Linked DNA regions of Zea mays: region 1 is linked to region 2. A link is a contact called in public Hi-C data. All regions are on one chromosome and are shown on one strand. Each heading gives the region's core, a stretch centred on a gene start, on an enhancer-like site or on the middle of the called end of the contact. The rest is flanking DNA. Distances are from core to core; before and after follow the strand shown.

Region 1 (3,491 bases), core at 612-3,111, 220 kb before region 2:
CATAAATGCTCAAACAACACCGGCCATATCTATATGTACACCACTAGCAAGTAAACAACAATGAAGTATTGTCAATCTATATCTTTTTTGTTTTTTGTCGTTGCCTTGTTAGTCAGTCACCAGTTAGTCATCAGTATCATGTGCGTTTGTATTAAATTACAAGTTTTCGCTTAATATTCCCATCTTAGTTCATTTTTTGTACACAAGTTTATCCTGCTCCTGCTCCTGTTTTTGTTTTCGACTATTCCGAACCCGGTCCCGTTTCCGATGATAAAATATGGAAACGAAACGGAGAGATGGGTTTTTTCTGTTCGTTTTTGTCCATTTTCATCCATATAAATGACTAATATGCCTATTGGCCATAATAGGCCTAGCCTATAAACTCTTTCTATTCATAGAATGACCTAGTAGATACCTGTCATATATCCATTGGCCAACTGCGTATTAAATTTACAATTCATTTTAAGCAACAACTATATTTGCAATTTATTTTTAAAACTATTATATAAAAATCCTACAAGTTGTCTTCCTGCATAGTAATATATATCATATAGGTAGCTACCATGATCTAATTTGACCTGCGATACGTGCTCTGCTAGAAAAGTTATCTGGACAACAGTTGAAGCAACCAGACATTCAGTTGCAGTTGGTGTGACCATACAAACCGGAGCTGCACATACATTCTCATGTGCTGGATCTGCTCATGACGATACAGTAATGTATGCATGCCTTTGATATACTGAAGCTACCTAACCTAGCGCCTCCACCGGTCAATCAAAGTCTCAGAGAGAGCATTGGAGCTCAAGCAAGAAGCAACAGTGCCCATGTGCCGCGGAGTCGCCAAGTCAAACGGCCACCGACCCCCAAAAAGAAATTAACCTCACCAATCAACGTGGGGGTACAGTACAACAGAAGATTGAGATGGGCTGGACCGGAGAGGTATTGGTATCTTCATGTTAAGAATGACAAGAGTTTTTCGCTTGTGTGTTCCCGAATGGCCCACAAGACCGTGCGTGGGCCATCCTAACGCAGGAGTCCGCCAGCCTGAAAGAGGCCCAAGTATGTTAAAGCGTCGGCCCTTATTTTTGTCAGGTGAGAAGAGAGCAGGAGCAGAGCCCAAGAAAAAGAATCGAAGACTCTTGTCAGACTAATATAAATCAGTGCATCATCAATCAATCAAAGATGACCACTAAACAAACGCTGTTCAACAGCTGAGCAGACCTGTGCTTAGTTATCCGTATCCCTATTGAATGGTTTAGATTTTGTTGCATTGAACTGTGTGTATATATATAATAAGTAACTAGTGACATTTTCGCCCTCATCCCTTCCATATAAGTAGAACAAAGTCTTGAGTTTTGACCAAACTGCAAACTATTGCTCATCAACTTCATATTATATTCCCAGTTGCTGTGTTCAAGACTTTTCAATGCACAAGTAGAACACCTTTTTTTCGATTATTAGGATGATGAACGAATGCACAATAAATAAAGTGTTGAGAAAACGGCTCTGAAGAGTAGTAATGCTGCACAACGATGGTCGGCATCCATGGCCTGTTCCGCTGTTCGTGTGATGAGTGGGTTAGTGCAAGCCCACTATTGCAGGATCTATGCACCACATATACTGAGTCAATTAACATCAAGGTGTGCGGCCAAATAAAAAACCATGAGCCTGAATTCCAGCCGGATCAATAATACAACAAAACTCAGAGGCACCTTCCAGGCACAGCTAGCACGGTCATTTTATTTAATGATGACGACAGAAATGGGGCTTGTCAGCGCCGTCGTACGTGATCTCCACGACCATGAAACACAGCAGTAAACAACTAAACCCGCATCACTATTTCTGTTGCATTGTATCATTCTCCCGGACCCAGAGGCATCCTATTTCTGTCGCAGCATTTCCCTCTCACCATACCATAATTCTCTGACGAGGATCACAAATACGTACAAACCAAGCTAACCAGGCAGTCAGAAATCGGTATGGCTTCAGCAGCGCGCAATGGTGCGGCCGCGGCGGCGCTCATGGTGGCCGTCTCCGTCCTGGCACTGGCCGCCGCCGGCAGCGCGCAGCTGCAGTACGGGTTCTACAAGGGCAAGTGCAACGGCACCGACGTGGAGGCGCTGGTGCAGAGTATCGTCAGGGCCCGCTTTGCGCGCGAGAACCCCATCGTCGCCTACCTCCTCCGCATGCAGTTCCACGAGTGCGCCGTCAATGTACGTGTACAACGTGTCTAGCTAGGCAGCTAGCTAGCCCACGCGCCGACGCGCGCGCGCGTGTGTTCCGCTGGTTCGTTAACGAGATGACACACGACACTACGGTATATGTATAATAGCAATATAATTGCAGGGCTGTGACGGTGGTTTGCTGATCGACGGCCCCGGCACCGAGAAGACGGCGCCGCCGAACCTCAGCGTCAAGGGCTACGACGTCATCGCGGCCGTCAAGGCGGAGCTGGAGCGGAAGTGTCCCGGCGTCGTGTCCTGCTCCGACATCCAGATCCTCGCCACCCGGGACGCCGTGGCGCTGGCCGGCGGGGCCGCGTACGCGGTGCGCACGGGGCGGAGGGACCGCCGCCGGTCGCTGGCCCCCGACGTCAGGCTCCCGGCGCCCGAGTTCACCGCGGCGCAGATGGTGGCGTACTTCGGCGGGCTGGGCCTGAGCGCGTTCGACGCGGTGCTGCTGCTGGGCGCGCACACCGTGGGCGCCACGCGCTGCAGCGCGATCAAGGGCAGCCGGCTGTACCGGTACGGCGGCAGGGCCGGCGCCACGGACCCCGGCATGGACCCGGGCTACGCGTTCGTGTACAAGAACTACGTGTGCCCCAACGTGCCCTCGTCGGACAACAACGCCGTGTTCCTGGACGACCAGTGGAGCGCGCTCAAGCTGGACAACCACTACTACAGGAACCTGCAGCAGCGCCGCGGCGTGCTCGCCTGCGACCAGAACCTGTACAGCGACGGGTCCACGCGCTGGATCGTGGACCTGCTCGCCAAAGACAGCGGCCTCTTCACCTCGCTCTTCCCCAAGGCGCTCGTCAAGCTCAGCGAGGTCAACGTGGTCACCGGCACGCAGGGGGAGATCCGAAAGGTCTGCAACAGATTCAACTGAGGATCCGCCATCATATTGATCTTCACCCTCTTTGGTCTTCTTCGTCATTCCTGCTTACTTTTCTATGGAGTACATGGTTTGATCGTCTGATACTGTTGCCCTTCTCCTTCCCATTTGCTTCATTTCCGCGTCAAGTTTGATTCATTCTTTTTGTAACATGATGTTGGATTTAATTTGTAATAACAAACATGATGGGTTAACGTACCCCGTGTATGGTAAATCTCAGGAATTCAAGTGAAACTTTTAGCTTTTGACTCAATCCATCGTGGAAGTGGCAAACATTATGTTCCCGGTGTGTACATTTTAGCTTATGACATAGCTCCTTCTACATTATCCTGTGTATATTTTATATTTTAGAAGAGATTTTAGTGGGACTCCATGGC
Region 2 (3,420 bases), core at 185-2,684:
TTGGCATCCAATGCTACACTTATTTCTTACATGCTCTGTGTTCTTTGCAAAGGATGCTTTTTCCAGCAGGTTCTTCGGTAGTTTTGCCAAATGAACCTGTGACCACAAGTACATCTATGTTGATTATCTTGGTTAACTAATAGCGTGTTTGGTTTGAGAAATGAGGTAGTCCATCATCTTCTCACTCCTCACTTGTGGAATGGAATGAGTTCATCTATCACCATTCCATTCCTCATAAGCTAATAGTTAGTAATAATATGAGGAATGAGCTCATTCCACTAAATTTGTGAAATGGACTCGTGATGCAATGGATTGATTCTTCAAACCAAACACCCCCTAGCTGACCGCTTGTACTTGTAACAACAATGTAAGATCATAACATCACAGCATGTATGTTGTGGACACAGTTTCATAAAGTTATTAATCGAAAGAAAGTATGGCACAGTTCATTGAACTGTCTGAACCTTTATTGAATTATATGAGGAAAAAATCAGAAAGAATCAGAAAGGGGTTGAGAGATAGAGGTGGGTAGAGCTGAAAATACAAAACTAAACTATAAAACGACTCATAAACTTAGTAGCACTCCTTAAATAAGTGAATTGGCATGTTGGTAATTGTAGCCTGAAGTAGAGGATCCATCTAAAGCCGTAACACCATGCTGCACAATGGACACTTCAGCGCAGCATTGTGGAAGTTGCTAGATGACAATCAAAGCGCACTGCTTAATCAATGACAGTCGAATGCCTACAGATTCTCGGTTACTTCTATCGAGCACTCAGGAGAGCGGTTACTTCTATCGAGCACTCAAGAGAGCTGCTAAATTTTATATTAAGAAAAAAAGGGGGCAATAACCCTTACATTTGGGCGCTCTTTGAGTCTTTGTATACAGCAAAACAATGACCTCGACCAAAAAAAACTACCTACTGCTCGCTCGCAGGCTCAAGGGCAAGAAGAACCCGCCAAACTCCAAAAGAATAACTTCTAGGTTATGTAGTATAGGATGAAGATAATAACATTCATGAATTGGACAATCATTTCACCTTCAAGACAAAAGTAAATCCATCCAAAATCCTAACCATACTGTCTCTAATCTAAAGAGTAAAGGGAGACATCACGAACTACCGCATAAATTAAGTCAATTTCGCACAAATTTGGAAAAGCGTTGATTCTTGTGATCAGCAAACGGCTGTAAAATCATGCTTACAATCGGAACACTCTAGACCCAAACAAGACGAGATGGGGGCAGAAGGCGGGAGACCTGAGCGGGGGAGGACTGCTCCATCAGCTGGAGGAGGTTGGAGGTGGACCGCACTGCTTGTGCTATCTGCTCGGTCACTGCCGCCTTAGCCCCTCCACCACCGCCACCGCCGGCCGTCGCAGCCATCCCCGCCACGTCGACCTGGGAGCTCGCCCTACGGCCTACGGCCTACGCCCAGTACAGAGTTGAAAATGTGTGTAAACAAATAACCAAAGGCCCAACCAACCGCAGGGCCGAATTTCCAATCGTCAAGTGGGACCCGTTCGAATTTCCGTTATGCAAAATTTCCCGACCCCTCTAGAACGACCGCCCCTGCCGAGGAGCCGACCGACGGGCGAAGCGGGAGGGAGGCGATGGCGGCGGCTTGGGGGCAGAAGGCCCTGGGGGCTCTGCCGCAGCTGGTGAAGTCGCTGCGGAGTGATCCCGTCTCCGGCAGCGCACGACACAGGCGCCTTCCGTCTCTCAGGTATACGCTGGCTCCTGCTGGACCGAGGAAATGTGACTTGTTGCTTTTCTTCTCCTCGGGTGCTTATCTGATTTGTTTGGGACGCGGATATGAGCAGGAGGACCTTCTCGTTGTACGATCAGATCAACCTCATCGACAGCGTCCCGGAAGACGAGCTCCGATTCCAGTCGTACGCAATCTCTCCTTGCATCCTTGCGCATCATTATTTCCATTTTATTATTATTTAATTAATGCCAACAGTTTTTAAGGGTGAGGTTGTGCTCCCTATTTCCTAATTTTTGTATATGATTATGCATATGCAATGCATGTAATTCTTCTTTGGATTTAAGGTGTGGACTTGATGGATTTTGGATCAGCAATCGTGTGTGTAACAGCAATCGTGTGTGTAACACATAATGTGAGACTATCTCAATAATCTCTCCATCATACATTGCTAGCCGAGATTTGTCTGAGAATGCACTAGGCCATCCTGGCTCTGATACCAATTATTGGAACCGGACCGCCAACACAAGGCGTGTCCGTCAGGTCACCCACACACACGGCGCGCCCACTCAGGCCATCCGGCCACAACACACGCGCCCGAACGCACAACAACAGACTTTAGGTCTGTTGGGCCAACACCCTCCCATAAAGCTAGCTCGTTAGAATTAAACCCTCAACCATATTAACCATGTTTGCTCTTTCACAACACATGATATGGGACTATTTCCAACAGGATCAACTTTTAGGGACTCATAATAAATTGGAACTGTTATCAATATGAGCAGTTGTAAATAACCGGCATTGACAAAAATGAATCGATACCTCTTTGGCTGAGCATAGAGGAAGAGAACACGTAAGGGCGAATATATTTTTTTTGCATTTGTTTCCTATCCCTATTTTGCTATGCAAATTTTCCGTAGTTGATGTTATATTCTCGTCTAGTCATATTTGTGACATTTATCCACAATATGTTAGAATAGGTAGGGTATACTACCTGATGGTCCTCTGATAACCGTGGCAGGGATGGAAATGGTCGAAAACGGATACTTATTCGGATATCAGCTTTTTTGGTCGGTTTTCTTTGTTTGCGAATATAATCTGCTATACAAATTTATATTCTTGTTTTTAGCATTGAGCTTATAAAGATTAATAAAAGGTAAACCTCAAGTTTACCATATATCTTCTCAAATGATAGATATAAAATTCGGATATTTATTCACCTTTTTTGTGTAGGAAGCAAATAATGCATAAAACATTTTTGCAAAGTTTTATTCTTTTTTTTCGTAAAATTGTGCTTGATAACATAAGAAAAGATTAACATCAAAATAAAACATAGCAAGTATAATTATCATCTTATAAAATTTGCCTTTTAACGTGTATAGTACTGTTTTGTCACACAGAATGTCAGATGTTTGATGTCACTTCATCCATCTTGTTTTGATTCTATGGCTAACATCTTCATCAATATCTCGGCCTCCCTATAGCACGTGTCCTTACTGGCACATAGTTTAAAGGCACTAAGGTACCTAAACAAGCCTGCAAACTAACTAAACTTTTGTGATGATAGGATAGCATCAGTCATATCAAACAATCATAACTGAATTTATGTTAAACATATAGCAACATGTTAAACACCGTTAGAAAGCTTATTAAAAACTCTACAACTTTGGTATTCACTAGAAAAAAACTAGCTTGGCCTTGAACATGGCCAAAA

The links. Hi-C and Micro-C count contacts between places; a contact is called where the count stands out from the background.
Region 1: a Hi-C map of ear shows a contact between it and region 2, with 1.9 times the contacts expected there. The contact joins the promoter of LOC103640218 here to the promoter of LOC100281629 in region 2. A contact is called at or near these places in 5 of 25 Hi-C or Micro-C datasets (bundle sheath, ear, endosperm and 2 more).

What each region holds. Positions count from the first base shown.
Region 1 is chr9:118,855,128-118,858,618 of Zm-B73-REFERENCE-NAM-5.0, reverse strand. It overlaps LOC103640218 (peroxidase 57), which reads left to right and starts at 1,861. Exons shown (of 2, transcript XM_008662848.2): 1 at 1,861-2,213; 2 at 2,347-3,367. The coding sequence starts at 1,980. The coding sequence ends at 3,108.
Region 2 is chr9:118,635,636-118,639,055 of Zm-B73-REFERENCE-NAM-5.0, reverse strand. It overlaps LOC100281629, which reads right to left and starts at 1,434. Exons shown (of 4, transcript NM_001154548.2): 1 at 1,259-1,434; 2 at 31-96. The coding sequence starts at 1,384. It also overlaps LOC103638906.